Linked DNA regions of Dromaius novaehollandiae: region 1 is linked to region 2. A link is a contact called in public Hi-C data. All regions are on one chromosome and are shown on one strand. Each heading gives the region's core, a stretch centred on a gene start, on an enhancer-like site or on the middle of the called end of the contact. The rest is flanking DNA. Distances are from core to core; before and after follow the strand shown. Region 1 holds the start of ZNF462 (zinc finger protein 462). Region 2 has its middle 34 kb from the start of TMEM38B.

Region 1 (4,927 bases), core at 678-3,177, 310 kb before region 2:
ACTTGAAGGTCTTTCTCCTTCCAAACACCAGAAAAACGAATGAAACTTTTCCTTTTTCTCCCCAAAGGAGGGAGGTGAGGGGGGGAGAAATCCTATCAGATCACAACTACATGAAGCTCCAGGAGGATCTCTCTGTGTAGAAGATAGAAACTACGATGCTAAGAGGAGCGGAGGGGGGAAGGAGAAGGTTTCTCCAGAAGACATAAAGAGCCTGTGGACTGTGTGTGTGCATGTGTGCGAGAGCGAGGAGAAGCTTTGTGTTGTGGAGCCTGGACTGGAACCAAAGCAGACAGCTTGCAAATGGAGGACAGGGAGATAAAGAAAGGGAAAGAGGGGGAGAGATAGGGAGAAAGCTGCTCCGGGTGGTGGAGAAAGGGACAGGGGAGGAAGCTCCTTCTCCCTCGCCTGGTTTAAAGGTAGGGACATCGGGGAACTGAGCAAGAAGAACTGGGCTCCTTCCCCTTCCTTTCTTCCCTCCTCGCTCTCTTTCTCTCAGAGGAGAGCAGAAGCGTGTGTAATGGCTCCTGCTCTCCAGCTGAACGCTGTCCTCCTCCAAGCAACCTCCTGCGGGCACCACCAGCCCCCCAGCCCCGAAGCCGCCGGGGACCCCCGCATCCCAACTCCAGGAGAGCCGCGGAGGGGGCACCACCGCCGGCTGAGGGACCAGCCTCGCCAGCGGCGAGGAGGACGGCAGCCAGAGGGGACAGAGGAGCAGAGCAAGAGCGAGAGAGGAAGAAAGAAAAGAAAGAAGGAAAGGAAGGAAGAAAGAGGTCACCCGATTGCCTGGGTCGTGCCAGCACGGAGCTTTTCTCTCCTCCGTGTCTCTCCCGTCTCTGATCCAAGTCCACACGCACAGCACCATCCAGACCTCGCACACACACACACATCCACACGGGCACCCCCCACCCCGAAAGCTCGGCTGATATCTCACTTATCTCCCCATATCCCCCCCCCCTTTAATGCAACAACAAAAAATTAATTAACCGCCTTCCTCCTCCTCCCACCACCACCACCACCACCACCACCAGCACCTCCTCCTCTTCTCCTCCTCCATGCAAGAGACTTCTCTCTCAAACAAAACACCCCGCTCTCGCTCCCTCTCTTCTCTCCTTTTTTTTTTTCTTCCTTTCTTTCTTCCTCCTTCCTCCCTTGGCCGAATGAATGGATTTCAGAGGAAGGTGGTGGAAAGAAAGAAAGACAGAAAAGACCAAAAAATATATAGATATAGATATATATGTACATATACACATGAGAGATGATCTCTCCAATGCCAAACCGGAGATGGGTTTTAATTGCAAGAACTTACAGGAGCGTCCCGGCACTGCTGCTCTGGCTGCTGCCTCCTCTCCTCTTCCTCTCTGCCTAGCTCTTCTTCTTGTTATTGTTGTGGAAGTTGTTTTGTGAGTCTCATGTGCTCCTTGCCAGGTCTCAGCAATGGAGGATCGCCATCTTTCCCTGCTTTTCCCCCCCTCTCTCTCTCTCCCTCTCTCTCTCCTTCACTGGTTTGCTGCAGCTGCAGATGACCTGAGATATCCGTCTCTCTCTCTCTCTCTCACTCACCCTCTGTGTCTCTCTCTGAATAATGAGCAACCAGAGGGAGAGAGAGAAAGAAGACAATCTCCTCTCCTACCACACAAAACGCAAGAGCACCAGGGGGTGCAAGAATCCTTTCTAACAACAACAACAACGTGTAGGGGAAGAGGAGGAAAAAGAGAAAGAAAAGAGAAGAAAAGAGAGGAGGAAAAGGCAAGAAGAAAGAGAGGGAGGGAGGTGGAAGAGGAGGGGGGAAAGCAAGCAAACAAGAGAGAGATCCAGGAGGCAGACAGATGGAGGAGAAGATGGTAGTGATAGAGGAGGAGGTGTTGAAGATGAAGGAGATTAAGAGGAGGAAGGTGGTAACAAAAAGTTAAGGTTTGGGACACTGAATCACTCACAGGCCAGGGAGGAGGAGAAGGAGGGGGGAAAGATCTGAAGAGCTTCCCCTTCCAAGCTGTTGCCTTCACAAAGCTTCCTGCACAGGAGCGCTCAGCAGCTCCTGCGTTGCTGGGGGAGCCGCTCGGATGGAGCTCTCTGCTGGGTCATAGCTCTCTTCCAGCCATGGCAAAAACCGGTTTCTGCAGGCAGATCTGCCCCTGAGGTGATCCCTCAGACACATCCATCTAGAGGCTAATCTTCCCTGAGCAGGGTAAAGAACATAAATGGAGCTGGAGGTTGCAAAGTATAAAACCAGATCTACCACGTGGTTGGTTTTTAATCCCCCTTCCAGCTCTCATTTGATGTGGAGAAAGGAGACTCGAATTGTCCATTTCTGGCACGTATTTTGAAGTCTTCTCCCGGAAATAAAGACACTGTCATCTCCAGGTTTTTTATTTCTCACAAGCATTTAGGAGAAAAGAGAGCTTGTAGTAATGAGCACCAAAATTGCTTCCTAGCTTGGTGAAACGTTTTTTAGCTGCAAAATAAAATAAATAATCCTACTTAAAATAACTTTTATGCCTTCCAACCCTAAGTTGTCTGCTCTTTTGTGGCTGATTATTTAAAACCGTGGAAAGAAACGATCAAGGCTCACAAAGAAAGGTGTTGTGGTGATGATGGCAAGAAAGCAAAGACAAAGCTGCTGTAGCCTGCATTTTTATTTAGTCTCGTTTCTATTAATCATTGTGCTAAGCTATCTCTCTCGCCCCCCCCACACCCCCCACCCTTCCATTTCTTCCCAAAACACCAAGTCAGACACTTTCTAGGTTTCTGTCTAACATCGGAGAGTGGGGGGAGGGGGGCTATCGGGGCGGGGGGATTAGGGGTTGTGTGCAGACTCAGAAAATCAATGCATGGGAGTGAGGCTAAATCAATCTGAACACAAGGGCATGACTGGTATTGGAACATCGCTGGGATTTCTCGAGCCCTCAAGCACTGCAATTTGCATGGGTGGAAGAGAGACTAGAACCACAAAGCTCCGGTCCGGGTGAAGGGGGAGATCCCTCCCCTGCTCTGAGGAAGTTTTATCTGAGTGGTGAAGCTGAGATGATCTTCTTAAAGCAGTCCAGATTTTACTGGCTGTGGGAGAGGTCAGGCATGTTAGAACTTCATTGTCTGAACTCTCCCAGCTCAGCTGAAGACCAAATGCAGAAACACCGATGACAGCAATAAAATAAAATAACAAAAATCGGTTGCCCAGGTACTAGTCAAATATTAAACCCATGTACTCTCCGATCTTCCCATCCCCAAGACTGCTGTGAGTACAAAGCACACAGGCAAGATCTCTCCCATTAAATCTTTTCTTTCTTTGAGCCGTGCAAGTTAATCACTAAACAGGAGAAAGATCTTCTCCCTCCTCCTCTCTCCGCTCCACTCCCCCCCCCCCCCCAAACAAGTGCTGTGAGAAATAGGAGAATGAATAATTTCTGGGCAGAAGGAGCACTGTTGGATTTAGAGAATCCTTCTTAAGGAAAAGGGGAAAAACATCAGAACTGGGGATTCCTACTAAGACTACTGGTTTCATGCAGACAAATGAAGCGGACACCTCCTAAGAAGCTGATAAAAGAACATTAAGGAAAAGGGAGGGACTGTCTTTACGGCTGCCAGAATGTGCATGTGTTCTGCCTGCAATTTTCTATAAATCATCCTCTTCGCAGGAAGAGAGAGCCTGGGCTTTGCAATCTTTGACGTACCATCAACGCCGAGGCAGATAATTTACCTCTTTGTCTCTCAGAAATTACATTTTAAATTAAAGAAAGAAAGAAAGAAAGAAAGAAAGGAAATAGAACAACCCCACAACCACAAACCCCAAAACACCTGACTTCTGACAAGCCACCCTCGAGGGAAACAACAATCCCATTTCAAAATGAAGGTTCTCGGGAGGACTGGGCATCAAGCCTGGAGACAATATATGTGTGTATATATATATATATATATAAAAATATATATGTGCGCATATATACGTATGCCCCGTCGTGGAGGTGGTCTGGAGATCGTTCCCCGCCCTCTCCCCCTCCCGGGGAGGGGGGTCGCTGCTGCCGCCCGCCCCGAGCGGGACCCCTGCCCGCCGGGCACCCCCGCCCGGGGGGCCGCCGGGGCGGAGCGGAGCGCAGGGGCCGGGGGGCCCTGCCCAGCGGCCGCGCAGCCGAGCGGAGCCCCCCTGCGCGCAGCGGCCGGCGGATCGGGGGGCGGCCGGCAGCGGCGGCGCCGGACGGCAGCGCCGGGAGGCAGGTTTCTGCCCCCCGGGCAGGTTAATCCGTAACTTCCTCCCGGGGAGTTTCTTCCATCCCTGCGCGGCCCCGGGCGCCGGCGAGCTGCCCGCGGGCACCCGCGCACACCGGCCGGTCCCCGCGGCTCTGCTCCGCGCTGCGCGGCGCGGCGCGGCGGCCCCGCGGGGGGGCCCGGGGCAGCCGCCGTGCCCGGCGGGAGAGAGGTTTAACCGCGCCGGCGCCCCCCGGGCCTCATTAGCCTCGCGAGTTAACAGTCCATTAAGGGGGATGGAGGCAGTTGGCACCTCCGCCGGTGCCGGCACCTGGCTCCGCGGGGGCGCCCCGGGACGCCGGGCTGCGCGCAGGGCGCTGCTGCCTCCGCGGCCCCGCGAGGGCAGGGGCAGAGCGGCGACGGAGCGCCTGGGGGGTGGTGTCGCAGCGGGGGCGGCGGGGGGGCTTCGGCCTCTGTCCGTCTCCCCCTCGCCGCAGGGCTGGCCGAGGCCACTGGAAAAAAATGGGTTCTGGGTGAAAAAACAAAAAATATCCGTCCCCCTCCAGTGTGGAGCGGAGAGGTGATGTCCCCTCATGTGGGGAAGAAGGGAGGGGTTGGGGTTGGGGTTGGGGTTGGGGAGGGAAGGGGCTGCAGCCCCTGGGTCAGGACGTCTCTGCCCTGACCCTGGAAATCTGAGCAACCCAGGAGGGAAACCTCCGCGGGCTCAGGCGCTTCATGCCCAGGCCGGGTC
Region 2 (4,766 bases), core at 673-3,172:
GAAGAGGCAGGGAGCAACTCACACATCGGGCGAGTGGTTCTGCCATCCCAGCCCCGAGAAAACCTGGGCTCCGGGGTGTCCCCCTGCCCGGGGGTCTGGCACTGCGGCCTGAACAAGGGCAGCCAGGCACGCTGCAGCTCGGAGACTTGCCTCCAAACTTGCAGCCGCCCTGGTGTCCTCTCTCGGTTCCCGGCGCGGTGCACATCCCTGCTCCGGGCAGACCGGCTGCTCCTGCTGCCGCGGTGCAGAGTGCAGGGTGCTGGAAGGCGATGGTCACGCTCTCTTTCTGGCCGTGCACGTCACTCTTCGGCTCTTCGGCTGACACCTTCAGCTGTGCTCGCTCCTTCTTCTACTGGCCCCACACACAGGTCCCTGCATGGGGGCTCTGCAGGTGTGAGCTCCAGCTGCACAGTCGTGCCACCAGCAAAGCGTCATTCAGTCCCATCACCCACCCGGCCATCTCGATCACTACTGGGGCGCCAATTAGGGTGCATTTTCTGTGGGGATAGTTCCTGTCCTGCAGACTTGTCATGGGCATGCGTCTACAGAAAGCCTTTCCGCGGGGAATCTCCATGAGATTATTCAGGGTGGACTAACTAGCCTACATCTGCTCTAAAAATCGGGAAAAGGGGCAGACACTACACGTCAGGTAGATCCTTTTCCTAGGACAGGACTAGGACATGCACATAGGTCAATTCATTCAGTACAGGTCACAGGATGTATCCAGAAAATAATAATTAAGAGCTCAAGCTCTGGAATCTAAAAGTTATACTTCACAATAAGGGCAAAAATCCAGATCCTCAAAGGTATTTAGGTGTCTCGCTTCCTTTGCTTTCAGCACCACTAAGTATCTGGGCCTGGGCTATAAAACTTTATTTGCAGAAGCAAAGCCATCACTGACAACACGATCATTTCCTCCAATGCAATCATGAAGAATTTAGAACCAACTTACATGGAAGCACAGTAGTAGGTGGTCTTTAACAATGCTGAAACAAGCAGCGAGGGCAGACTAATTGAAAACCATCCGTTTCTCTTTTTCTTTTTCTTTTTTGTATAACAGAAACACAGGTTTTTTCATTGCTTCCTGTGCTACTCTTTAAGTGAATCCCACATAGACAGTTAGTTGGATCCTATGAAACAAGAAGGCTACACTTGGCACCTGCTGCGTTACAGATTGTGCCTGTGAAATTGAATTTACAAGGACAAGACCAGAAAGAATGGTAAAAAACAAGGAGCTGTTGAAATGATGTATTTGACTATATTAATATTTTCTCATCAAGAATAAGTGAGGACTGACATGCACTTAGCAGTGACCACCTTCTTGGATAAGCCTTCAGTGTAGGACCTAAGCCATTCACAAAATCAGCATTTTGGGAGAATGACTATATCATATGCTGTTAAAATGTATCCTGCTAATTGAAGCAGCTAAACTTGATTGACTTACAAGCACTACCACGCAGCATATATTTATTAAACAATACCTAAGAAAAAGGTTGCATTGTGGATGACAAGTGGCCTTGAGGATGTAGCTACATTCTGCAAAACTAAAAATTACACACACATATTAAAAAACACCGCATCCTCCTGCAGAAAGAGCGTAAGTACTTCCAGAGGAGTGCCTGCTGTTCTGGTGCGCCTATTGGGAGAGCAGAGGAGCATCTCAGAGGGTGGAAGCTTACTGCTTGGGTGGAGGTGCGCTGGTATGGGAAGACCGCGGAAGCCTGCAGAAACCTTCTCCGGGATGTGTCGGCGCGTACGCACGTGTGTTAACGCGTACACAGAAGACTGGGCTGCGTTTGGGCGGGCAGCTTCCTCCCGGTTTGCACGCCGGCTCCTGCAGGGCAGGGGCAAGGGGCTCTGCTGCAGCCGGGTGCAGGACTTCGAGGAAACGCAGGGCGGATTAAACCAGCCAGCGGCCCGCGAAGCCTCACGGAGCAGCGCCGAGGCCGCCGCAGAGAAGCGCCAGCTCCGGGCGCCCCGCCGCACGCTGGGAGGCACCGCGCCGCCCGAACGCCGCCCCCGCGCTCCCGCCTCCCCGGGGACCCGCCCGCCGCCGCGGGGGCGCGCAGCCGGCGCGGGAAGCGGGGGGCGCGCGCGACGCCGGCACCGCCGCTCCCCCCCCCCCCCCCGCGGCGGGCGCACCGGGGCTGCCCGCGGCGGCGGCGGCGGGCGCGCGCCACCTGCCGGCGGGCGCGCGGCGGGGCGGGGCGGGGCGGCCACGTGGCGGCGGCGCGCGCGCGCCTTTCCCCCCCCCCCCCGCCGCCGCCGCCGCCGCCGCCGCCGCCTCCGCTTCCCGCGCCGCCGCCCTCGGGTGGCTCCGGCGGCCCCCGGCTGCCTCCCGCCGCCGCCCCCGGCTCGTGGCCGCGCGGGTGCCCGGTGTGGCGGGGTCGCCTGGAAGAGCCCCCGGCCGGGCCGCCCCGGGCGTCAGGGCGCTGGGGGCTGTTCTGCTTCAGGCCTCGGGTGCTGCCACCGGGTCAGCGTGGGTGCGGAGGCCTGGGCGGCGTCGGTGGGGTTGGCCTGGGAGGTGCTTTCCAGCGTTCGTCGCTTAGAAATAGCCCCGAGCTCCTCCGTGAATGAAGCCCTGAGGTCGTCCGTGCTGCCCCTGGGCACCAGAAGACTCTGGCAGGTCGTCCGCCATCCAGCCAAGGACTCTTCCGGGGAGGAGAGGGTGGGAAACCCATCAAAACAAATTCTGCACAACTCTGCCAAACTGGATGAGAGATCCGTTTGGGAAACGTCAGCCGAAGCAGGCTATTTCCCACCAGCTCCTTGGCCAATTGCTACAAGGCGGTTAAAGAAAGCTAATATTCTAGCTTTGTTCTCAGCACCGCTGAGCAGAGCAGTGTCTGTGGGCTAGAATCCCACTTGCTTCAAACGAGGAAAATGCCTGCATCTGTTGACAACGGCTGTGTTAGAGCATAACCTTAATACCAAGAGATAGTAGGAAAATAATTTCTGATAGTGCACATCTTCTGAGATCTTTATTACGTGCTTTCCTCAAAAAAAGAGCAGTGCCATGTTACAGTACACAGCAGCGCAGAAACATTAATGTGAACGATACTGTCCCATCACCGCCTGCGCGCGAGGAGTTTATAACCCACCTGTACGTGATGCCCCTGCAGGCCTGACAGAACAGATGGGTTCCCTCGCTGCTTGTTGCCAGGTGGTTACCTAAGGACGGCATTAGCATGGGCAAGATATCCCGGTATTGTCCTCAGTCTTCGGTATCTCTCAAGATTTCTGGTGAAAACGAGCACTCAAGCACAGTCAACACCTGCTGTAGATAAAGAGAATTTGTCACGGTCTCGCTGCCACTCTAGAATAGAGTTATAAATACATGAAAGTACTGCAGATTTGTATCTTTCAAATTTTTACAGCATCCACGCTGCAGCATCTTGGGAACACAGGACTGAAAAAGTCCCCCTAGGTCCTCAGAGAGAGCCCCTGTCTATCACAGGCGACTGCATCTTATGGTTCCCTTCAAAAAACGTTTCAAGCTCTATCTTAGAACCAGTGAGTTTTCTCAGATTTATCCTTTCCAGGGGGGAAAAGGAATAAGAGATACAGCAGGAGATGTGAGGTGACCAGTGTACAAAGATGTAGATGCTGATTTTTGACAGGGAAGGTGGGGAAGAAAGGTGATGGAAAAGAAGACTTAAATAACAGATAACGTTATCAAGGCACCTCAGGCAAGTGACTTTTTTCCCACCTTTTGGAGAGCACCTTGGGACGCAGTCCACCTGCAGGTCCACCAAGATCTGGTGCTAATAACCGAACGCAGAGCTGATCTGGCCGTCGGGTTGCCTGGCGTCACTCCTGGCCTCATCACTGGTTTCGGGTACACGCTGCTGGATGGAGTCCTTGCGCTGATTCCAGTAACATGCGAGACCTAGCCGTTGGTGAGAGGCACTGAAAAACAGCTGAGTGCATGCGTGGAGTATCATAACCACACGTGTCATGAGGGGCTTGTTAAGTCTGATGCCGAGGCAGAAGGCCAAGACTAGGATACAGCATGCATGCAGCCCATCTGGAATTTCAGTGCACAGTATTTTCTGAGGATCAAGTGTCAGATCCACAGAGATATTAAGGTTACTGCCTCCTGCTTCTCAGTCAGTCGGTGGGAGTTTGAGGATCAAAAGAGACGTGCAGTCAGGTTCCTACTCATTGCTTGAAAAGGAGCTTCAGCATGCCCAAAAACCTTGTCTTCTGCTCCAATAGCCAAATTACGTGTGCTAGAGCCAGAGTGAAATACTGATGGAAGAGCCAAAGGCCCAGGTATCTGCAGGAAGATCTTACAAGCAGAGCCTGTATTAGTGGCATTGCTGGTATTTTAAGCTAATCAGAGCCAATAGCCATGGGGCAGGAGGAGAGAGTGGAAGGGAAAGGGCTGGTGGAGGAGGCAGTGTTGCAGTTGACATCTAGTCTGGCAGTAACAGCACTCAGGTCCTGGAGACACTCCAGTGTCAGGTGTCTGCTAAGGTAGGTAGAAAGCCTGGAGGGCAAAAAAGAGGCGGAAGAGAAAAGCATATGCAAACAGTAGTTATGTAAATGCTCTCAAAATTATCCTGACCTGACAAAAACACATTCTAGATGTGTAAATTTTACACACAAGTCTCAGTTCAGAAAACAAGCCTAGGGCCGGTGTACAGCTCCACACCACCACTACGCCAAGCCACATATGCACTCCTGTGTATGAAAGGAAAAGGGTATCTGACTTGTGTGGCATGGGAAATACTGTCAGCATTACGTACAGCCCAGCCAAGTTT

What was found. A called contact is a pair of places that touch in the nucleus more often than the background predicts.
Region 1: a Hi-C map of brain shows a contact between it and region 2, with 4 times the contacts expected there. The contact joins the promoter of ZNF462 here to the enhancer-like site in region 2. A contact is called at or near these places in 2 of 4 Hi-C or Micro-C datasets (brain and liver).

The regions. Positions count from the first base shown.
Region 1 is chrZ:12,201,277-12,206,203 of bDroNov1.hap1, reverse strand. ZNF462 (zinc finger protein 462) reads right to left here and starts at 1,927. Exons shown (of 12, transcript XM_064501741.1): 1 at 1,307-1,927.
Region 2 is chrZ:11,888,832-11,893,597 of bDroNov1.hap1, reverse strand. No RefSeq gene overlaps it. Among named protein-coding and RNA genes, the nearest start is that of TMEM38B, 34 kb to the right of the region's middle. Within about 2 kb of position 1,922, at least 1 of the 2 cell types and tissues checked has open chromatin away from gene starts, as enhancers often do.